Linked DNA regions of Mus musculus: all the other regions are linked to region 2. Evidence: chromatin contacts called from public ChIA-PET and promoter capture Hi-C data. All regions are on one chromosome and are shown on one strand. The core of a region is the stretch at or near the end of the contact, and the rest is flanking DNA. Distances in the headings are between cores, read along the strand shown.

The links. Promoter capture Hi-C pulls out the DNA fragments that hold promoters and counts their contacts. ChIA-PET counts read pairs in DNA pulled down with a chosen protein or histone mark.
Region 1: an RNA polymerase II ChIA-PET map of memory CD8 T cells shows a contact between it and region 2, with 5 read pairs. The contact joins the enhancer-like site here to the promoter of Sirt7 in region 2. A contact is called at or near these places in 6 of 39 promoter capture datasets (the HPC-7 cell line, the SN4741 cell line, cranial neural crest and 3 more), 2 of 484 Hi-C or Micro-C datasets (the G1E-ER4 cell line and liver) and 5 of 115 datasets of contacts at active chromatin or transcription factors (effector CD8 T cells, embryonic stem cells, memory CD8 T cells and 1 more).
Region 3: a contact with region 2 is called in a promoter capture Hi-C map of liver, with 3 times the contacts expected there. The contact joins the enhancer-like site here to the promoter of Sirt7 in region 2. A contact is called at or near these places in 3 of 39 promoter capture datasets (cranial neural crest, liver and pre-B cells), 2 of 484 Hi-C or Micro-C datasets (the G1E-ER4 cell line and liver), 3 of 115 datasets of contacts at active chromatin or transcription factors (embryonic stem cells and pancreatic cancer cells) and 2 of 9 other capture datasets (adipose tissue and liver).

What each region holds. Positions count from the first base shown.
Region 1 is chr11:120,915,334-120,918,265 of GRCm38.p6, reverse strand. All of the region lies in intron 3 of Ccdc57 (coiled-coil domain containing 57), which reads left to right. Among named protein-coding and RNA genes, the nearest start is that of A430102A20Rik, 16 kb to the left of the region's middle. Within about 2 kb of position 1,570, at least 60 of the 459 cell types and tissues checked have an H3K27ac peak or open chromatin away from gene starts, as enhancers often do. A contact at or near this core is called in memory CD8 T cells, where this site is marked.
Region 2 is chr11:120,623,554-120,626,400 of GRCm38.p6, reverse strand. It overlaps Sirt7 (sirtuin 7), which reads left to right and starts at 1,387. Exons shown (of 10, transcript NM_153056.3): 1 at 1,387-1,524; 2 at 1,591-1,728; 3 at 1,807-1,911. The coding sequence starts at 1,429. It overlaps Mir6936 (microRNA 6936), which reads left to right and starts at 1,525; the gene lies at 1,525-1,578. It also overlaps a transcript of Mafg not described here.
Region 3 is chr11:120,896,686-120,899,483 of GRCm38.p6, reverse strand. Ccdc57 (coiled-coil domain containing 57) reads left to right here. Exons shown (of 19, transcript NM_027745.1): 8 at 1,517-1,675. Among named protein-coding and RNA genes, the nearest start is that of A430102A20Rik, 35 kb to the left of the region's middle. Within about 2 kb of position 1,308, at least 36 of the 459 cell types and tissues checked have an H3K27ac peak or open chromatin away from gene starts, as enhancers often do. A contact at or near this core is called in liver and pancreatic cancer cells, where this site is marked.

The DNA.
Region 1 (2,932 bases), core at 321-2,820, 290 kb before region 2:
GTGTGTCATATATGTGCATATATGTACACATATTCTTTTTTAAAAAATGTTTTATTTATTATACGTATATGAGCACACTGTAGCTATCTTCAGACACACCAGAAGAGGGCATCGGATCCCATTACAGATGGTTGTGAGCCACCATGTGGTTTCTGGGAATTGAGCTCAGAACCTCTGGAAGAGCAGTCGGTGCTCTTGACCACTGAGCCATCTCTTCAACCCTGTACACACATATTCTTAACAAAATAGGAAAAAAAAAAAGTTGAGCATGGTCATGTGACATCTGTCATAGCACTCATGATCATGTGACATCTGTCATAGCGATCATGGAGACTGCAAGCGTTAAGCCCCTGTAGGCTACATGATGAAAACTTGTCAGAAAAACAAAAAAAGTTGAGTATGTAGGCCTGAACTGGAAGTGTGTGTGGCCTTGGCGGGAGAGAGCCTGTCCTTTTGAAGCAGAAGTTGTGGAGTCTTGACTTGAAGTGGCAGAAGAGATGGCTTCAGCCTTGTGCTAGTAGCAACAACCACTTTTCAGAGGCATTGGAAGAGGAGATTCAAAGGCCAAGAGCAAAGGCCCTCAGAAGATGTACACCATGCATTTGTATTTACAGTGGGTTACATGAATTTGCTTGTGTGTATTTGGGGCAGAAACACACATGCTGTAGCTTGCCTGTGAAGGTCAGAGGGACTCTGCGGGAGTCAGTTCCCACTGTCTAGGTCCTAGGGAGTGGAACTCAGATCAGTAGGCAGGGCGATAGAGTCGTCTCTGTAGCCAGAGCATGTGTTCATGTCTGAAGAGTTCCTGCATTCCTGTGACGATGAGTTTATAAACGTGCCATAGAAGACAATAAGGAAAAAAAAAAGGGCTGGTGAGATGGTTCAGTGGGTAAGAGCACCAACTGCTCTTCCAAAGGTACTGAGTTCAAATCCCAGCAACCACATGGTGGCTCACAACCACCCATAATGAGATCTGATACCCTCTTCTGCTGCGTTTGAAGACAGCTACAGTGAACTTATATTAATAAATAAATCTTTAAAAAAAAAAGACAATAAGATGCCTTCCTTTTTCTTTTTTAAATTGTGTGTGTATCAGTGTTTTGGAGTGTATGTGCATGTCCACAGAGGCCAGAAGAAGGCATGAGGCCTTCAACAGTCATTGCATGTGGTTATGAACCACCATATGGATGCAGGTCCTCTGAAGAGCATAGTGCTCTGAGTCACTGAGCCACCTCTGCAGCTCAGGGCTCAGGGTGCCTTATTTCAATACTTCTGGTTATTTAGGAACCAAGGGACAAATTGGAATAGTGGATGAAACGTTTGAACAACTCAGAGAGATTTTTTTTTCCAGTTAAATTGTTAGAATTCTTGAAGACAGCTTACTTTAAAAATGACATATAGACACCTATAAGTTAAATTGACCCCTGAGAGTTGCTGCCACTGCAGAAACTTCTGCCTCACCCTCCAGGTGAGAAAGATCTTGCTGGAAGCAGTGGGGGGTGAGGTTAAGGACAAAGAGCTGAAAGTGGTGGGTTTGCAGGGCAGAAAGGAAGTGATGTCACAACTAACACACTTCCGCCTTAGCTGGGGGATGGGGGGATGGGCTTCTTCCGTGATTGGAAACTTGTGTCTTGAGCAACCTTGATGATGTCATTCTGACGGTGGAACTGAAATGTCAGTCTCACATAAAAACAAGTGGAAAACAACAGTAGATTTTGCTCTAAAAGAACATGAACAAACTTGGTATTTTAAAGCCTGACAGTCTGAATGCTTAATAAATTGACATAATTTTCATTAGAAATATATTTGATTTTTTTTGTTTTTGTTTTTGTTTTTGTTTTTTTGTTTTTTGAGACAGGGTTTCTCTGTGTAGCTCTAGCTGTGTCCTGGAACTCACTCTGTAGACTCAGAAATTCGCCTGCCTCTGCCTCCCAAGTGCTGGGGTTAAAGGTGTGCGCCACCACTGCCCAGCTATTTGAATTTTTAAAATATTGTGTTCCCTTATTTTAAAAAGAAAGGAAATAAATATTTATATTCCACCATGTCTGGCCCCACTGACCATAATCACAAAACATGGTAATACTCGATGTCTCAGGATCTTCCTGACTTCCACTGTGGGGTAATCATCCGGTCACCCTGGGAGTCTGGGCCGATCTCCTCAGCCAGCACCGTAGTTCCTTTCCTCACCTATTGACCTAGGGGCTGGAGGGTCCCAAAGTGGTCAACGTGCCTGAGAGGTCTGGTGGAACCATTGTAGTGCCTGTAGAAGAGTTTCCCACTCTGGAATCAAGACTTGTGGTGCACCCTGGGAGCAGGAGGTAAATGGCTTACTAGAGGTGGTGATGAGTAATGCTGTTTTTATTGCTACCTCTCAGTTCCTGGACCCATGGATTGTTGCCATGGTGGAAATTACCATTCATTGAATTCCAATTCAGAGCTTCTTCAGCCTTCTAGATCTCATTTCGGCTCAGCAAGTTAATGCCACTTAGCTGGTACTGTAAATTAATCTTCAAAAGGCCATTTCAGGGCTGGAGAGATGGCTCAGTGGTTAAGAGCACTGACTTCTCTTGCAGAGGTCCTGAGTTCAAGTCCCAGCAACCACATGTTGGCTCACAACCATTCATAATGAGATCTGATGCCCTCTTCTGTGGTGTCTGAAGACAGCTACATTGTACTTACATATAATAAATCTTTTTTTTTTTAAAGGCCATTTCACAGGTCAATCAAACCAGCAGCTCATGATGGCGAAACCATGATAAGACCCACGAATCTTACAACCTAGAGCCCACTAAGTACTTCTGTGACTGTGAAGTGTGTCCTTGGTCAGGAGACATCCATGCTCTGTAGATGAGGCATTCTGTGGTCCAAGCATTACATGAAGGTAGAAAGTAAACCTGTACTCAGAATAAATAAATATCTGCTCTAATAAGGA
Region 2 (2,847 bases), core at 138-2,637:
TGGTCCCAGAGAGTCCCCCCTGTGTTGTGTGCAGCTGGGTGTGGTGCCTGCTGTGCAGGGAGCCAGTGGCAACACTGTGTTAACAGGGATCACCACCATCACCCGGCTTCCAGCAGGCTGGTCTCAGCTCATCTTTCAGTTCTATGTGTGCTCTGTTAGCCTTGGTGATCAGGGCCAGGGTTTGCAGCTTTGATAAACTACTTGGAGATGGTGAGGCCACTTCCCTGCTACCTCCCTCTCTGGTGTGGCCACTTGGCTAAAGCTCCCATCCGCAGCTGGGATGTCTGAGCCACAGCCTGCTACACTGTTTCCCCTCTGGGATCTTCTGAGTTACTTTTTTAGGCTGTGGTTTAGTGAAAGGAACCAACACATTAACAATCTCCCCAGAAGCCACTGAATAATTCTTGGCATATTTTCTCAGTGCCATTGGCCGCCTGGTTTGGGAGCAGTTGTGGAACAGAGGACAGATCGGTACCATACAGAGGCATGGGTTCGCTGTAGCTGCTCACAGTTTGCCTGTTCCTGGCGTGTGTCCTAGGTGTGTGCTATACCTGCTGGGCCAGCTACACACATACGTACCCTGCCCCTGGAGCAACGGCATTAATATAGCACGGGTGTCTCTGGAAGTGTGAGGTAGAGTGTTCTAGGAAGTGTTCCTGATAAGATTTCCTTGTTCTCTAGGGCCCCCGTTGGGCTTTTGGCCCCTCCAGCAACTTTATGCCCCAACCCCACTTTTCCTCCCATTCTCTGTCTGCTAGTCTCTGAAGCCTTTAACCAAATGGGAATGGGTACAGAAAGCCTTCTCCTGGCAACTTAGGGCAACAGGACAAGGGCTATTGTGTGTCCAGCTCTGTTGGTCTCCTGGTGCTGAGAGGTGTGTCCAAGCAGAGTTGATCAGCCCCTGCCTGCCCTGCAGGGCTGAAGCCAGGGGGAAGGTTAGTAGAGAGTACCCTAAATGGGGTGAGGGTCCTTCAACATCCAAGTGAGGAGGGGCTGTGGTGTGGCTGCAAGGTGAGACCCTGTCTCCTGCACCTGGGTAGGGCCATAGGGGATCTGGCTGCAAGGTGAGGCCTGGACTTGGAGAGCAATCAGTCTCCTGGCCTCAGCAGGCAGCAGCCTTGGTGCCCACCCGTGCCCTGCGCAGTATTTATTGCTAAATTATTGTCCAGGAGGGGCGGCACTGGGCCTGGCCCCCCGGGTATTTATTGCTGTACATAGTGTATGTTTGTGATATATAAGGTTTTCTTTATTTTGTATATGATCAATAAACGCCTTTTAAAGAGATCTGGTGGTATTTCTTTGAAATCCCGAAGGAGCAAGGGTGGGAAGGGCGAGCCGGAAGAGGTGGAAAGGGCCGGGCCCGCGCATGCGTCTCTGTAGCTGCCGGATGAGGCGGAAGCGGAAGCCGGAAGCGCAGTCAAAGGAGCGATGGCAGCCGGTGGCGGTCTGAGCCGCTCGGAGCGCAAAGCTGCTGAGCGGGTCCGGAGGCTGCGGGAGGAGCAGCAGCGGGAGCGCCTCCGCCAGGTGAGCCACTGCCGTGCCCGCGCTCGCGCCGGCGCGCGCGGTCGCTCACCCGCTGCTCGTCCGTAGGTGTCACGCATCCTGAGGAAGGCGGCTGCAGAGCGCAGCGCGGAGGAGGGCCGGCTCTTGGCCGAGAGCGAGGATCTGGTGACCGAGCTGCAGGGTCGAAGTCGGCGGCGTGAGGGCCTCAAGCGCCGCCAGGAGGAGGCGAGTCGCGGGCAGCGGGTGCTGGGCGGCGGGCTGCGGGAGGCGAGCGGCGGCAATAACCAGCCTGGCTCCTATCAGGTGTGTGATGACCCGGAGGAGCTGCGGAGGAAGGTCCGCGAACTGGCCGGAGCTGTCCGAAGTGCCAGGCACTTGGTTGTCTACACGGGCGCTGGAATCAGCACAGTGAGTGAGGGCCTGCGCGTTGCTTCGGGTGTGAGGCGCCCCCTTCTGGGATGCAAACTCGGGCTGTACAGTGCTGGAGTTCAAAATCTCGCTCACCTTTGAAGTAACTTCAAGGTGTCCTTTCTCAGAGACCCGAAGCAATTCTAGATTTAAGACTTAACTAAGGCAACGTGACAGTGGTGGCACATTCCTTTAGTCCCAGCACTTGGGAGACAGGAGGATCTCTGTAATTTCAAGATCAGCCTGGTCTGCATAGGGACTGCATAGGGAGTTCTAGGTCAGCCAGGGCTAAAGAATAAGTCAATAAATAATAATTAAGCTAAGTCAAAGAGTTACAGAATGCGTAGTTTCTGACTGCCAATCAAACATGGAACAGTAGTAGGGCATAGTAGCCAACTGCCTGCTAATGCCTTCTCCCTTAAAGTGCAGACAAATTGATCGATTTACGTGATGTGGACAAACTGGAGCCCTAGTCTTTCTCCTGAGCCTGTACTCCTTGAAGAAAGATAAATGGAAAACTAGTGTCGAGTCCCAAATCTCCAATCTCAGGACTCAGGAGGTGGGGCCTGGTAGAGGAGGAAGATCAAGATCAAACTCTTGAGAGCAGCCTGGCTCGAAGCTCCATGCAAGACCCTGGCTCGGGGAAAAAAAAAAAAAAAACCAGACAGAGTCCTGGTACAATAGGTACATTTGAGAAATGCTGTCCTCTTGACTCTGAGAGCTCTCCTGGGAAGGCTGAGGGATGACTAGCTTTGAAGTTGAATATTTGACCTCAGGCGAACTCGGCTTCTATTCTGAGAAGCCCTGAGGTGGTCTGGAGAGATGGCTCAGTGGGTAGCGTGCCTGCTATGCAAGCGTGAAGACCCGAGTTTGGACTCTCAGAATCCATGTGAAGAAGCTGAGCAGTACCACACTCTGTAACCCCCAGAACTGGGA
Region 3 (2,798 bases), core at 59-2,558, 270 kb before region 2:
TTGAAGCCTTAAACTAAATGACTTTGTGTTTTGACAGGGTCTCACTCTGTATAGTCCTGGCTAGCTTGGAACTCATAATCCTCCAGCCTTAGCTTCCTGGAATTATAGTGTGTCACATCCAGGCCAGCCTGGTCTACAAAGTGAGTTCCAGGACAGCCAGGGCTACACAGAGAAACCCTGTCTCAAAAAAACCAAAAAAAAAAGGGGGGGGGGGGTTACTACTACAGACAGGGCATTTCCCTGACAGTAGAAAACAGGGCAGGGTGACATGTATCTGTAATCTCAGAGCTCTTAAGGTGAGGCCAGCCTAGGCTGCTAACTGAAACCCCATCTCAAAAGAACATGTTCAGAAAACCCAAATTTGAATCTCTCTTCTTACTTGTGGGGAGTTTGGTGACCAGTCCACCTCTGTCCAGCATGTGCTGGCATTCTGTGACAACCTCAGTGCTCAGTGCTTGCCCTCTCGGTGGGTTTGCACACATGTATGATTAGGATAAAGACACAGGTTTGCTAGTGGCATGTCTGCTCCACTTGGAGCAGTCAGAGTCTACTGGTCTTCACTGTAAGACGGCAGTAGTCATACTGGCAGCTAAGTCAGGCCACGTGTTGGGGAAAGGAGGTAGAATGTGAAGGAGGCCACAGTGGACACAGGTCACTGGACCAGGTGTTTCTGTGCTGACCCTGGGAATGCCGGCCTGGGAAGCAGCCTGGTGAGAAGTGTTGCTGAGGGCATTTCCAGGAGCATTTCCTCAGTACCAGACACCGGCTCAGAAGGCAGAGTCAGGTGGGCTTGCCCAAAGTGACTGAAAGTGGCTGCCTCGTGTGTCCTGTTTTCAGTACTCCCAGAGCGTGTGAGATGTGGCACAGTGGCTCTCCATGCTGTTCCAGGGCAGGTTTGAGACTCAACACCTGGCTCTTGATTCAGGGCAGCTACTCACCTTCTGCTTGTCATGCCCACACGGGACAGCCCATCAGCACAGAGCCCCAGAAGGTCTGTTCCCAGGGGTGTGGTCTTTGGTGCACCGTGTGACAAAGGCAGGTTTTCCGTGAGCAGGGATGGTCTTGGTTAGATGGCCTCTCCTGAAAGTGTCACTTGATGTGTGTTTTTTGGGAAAGCTTGCGTGTTTGGGCGGTTTGCCCAGCAACACTTGACTGTCAAGCTAATGTGTGGCCTCTAGAGTCTTCTTGAAGTGTGTTAGGTGCTGGACTGGGCACAGTGAAAGATGCAGAGGTGACTCACCAGCAGCACTTCCTCAGTCCCACAGGCTGTGTGTACAGATCACCTTTCCCCCTTGCGTAATTTGGCCCTTTATAGTCAATTAGTTAACAGTAGCTTGGCTGGCTGCTGGATGTTTCTTCCTGAGTAGAACCATGGTCTTAAATTAGGCAATGGTTTGCCTTCTAATGTGGCTTTTTGAGAGGGCTGGCCAACTGTGTGTGTGCTCCTCTGGGTCTGTATGGGAGCACGAGAGAGAACAGGAGACGCTCACTGCACTCCCAAACTCTTCCCGTGCAGATTTCGTGAAGATGCGGCAGCTCTGAAAGCTGCCTGGGACGCCCAGATCACGCAGATGTCCAAGGAGACTGTCTCCAAAGACTTTCAGATTCACACGCTGCAGGAAGAAGAGATGAAGCTCAAGGCACAGGTGGCCAGATTCCAACAGGACATAGACAGGTACCATTCCCAAGGCAGTCACCCATGCTGAGTGTTTCCTGCAGACAAGAACCATTACAGGTCCTCAGGATTGAAACCACATCAAACAAACTTGGCCCTGCATTCCCTGGGGGAGGAATGGTCAATGGTTTGAAAGCAGATCGTGGTGGTAGTAAGGACAGCAAACATCCAAGCCCAGAGGGCATGTCCAGAGACTTTGGGATGAGGAGATCAAGGAGAGCAGCCAAGGGCTGGTGTGGTGGCGAGCAATGTCCACCTTCCTCTGCCATCAGCTTGCAGAAGCAGACAGAGTACCATGATTTCAAGGCCAACCTGATCCCCATAACACTGCAGGACATCCATCTCTACATGGAGAGACCCTATCTCAAGGGAAAGAAAAAAGAAAGAAAGAAAGAAAGAAAGAAAGAAAGAGAGAGAGAGAGAGAAAGAGAGAGAAAGAAAGAAAGAAAGAAAGAAAGAAAGAAAGAAAGAAAGAAAGAAAGCAAGCAAGCAAACAAAACCCACCATGCTTGTCTCTCCTGTTGATTGTAGTAACTTACACTTGGTGAAAGCAAGGGCCTGTTCTTACAGTGTCATCAAGTCAGACGATGTAATCCAGATGGACACACACATCCACACCCTCCACTCTGTCTCATCCAGACCCCTCAGCTCTGTGGCCAGCCCTGACCACCCTGGGGAAGGGCCTTTGTGGACTGGACTTCTGAATGGCGGCCATAATATGGCTTTTGATCCTAGCTTCTTTGGATTTATCACTGGTTTGTGTTTGTTTGTTTGTTTTGTTTTGTTTGTTTGTTTTTAAGATTTATTTATTTATTATATGTAAGTACACTGTAGCTGTCTTCAGACACTCCAGAAGAGGGCACCAGATCCCATTACAGATGGTTGTGAGCCACCATGTGGTTGCTGGGACTTGAACACTGGACCTTTGGAAGAGCAGTCGGGTACTCTTACCCACTGAGCCATCACACCAGCCCTGTTTGTTTTGTTTTGTTTAGGTTTTCCTCTGATTTTTTTTTCTGTCCATTTTGGTACTTTGATCTCCTCTGTCCACTTTGTCCCTGTCCCTGGTTCCTGTAATCTTACTGCCTGTCAGTGGATAGCAAAGGCTTCTTATGACACTGGT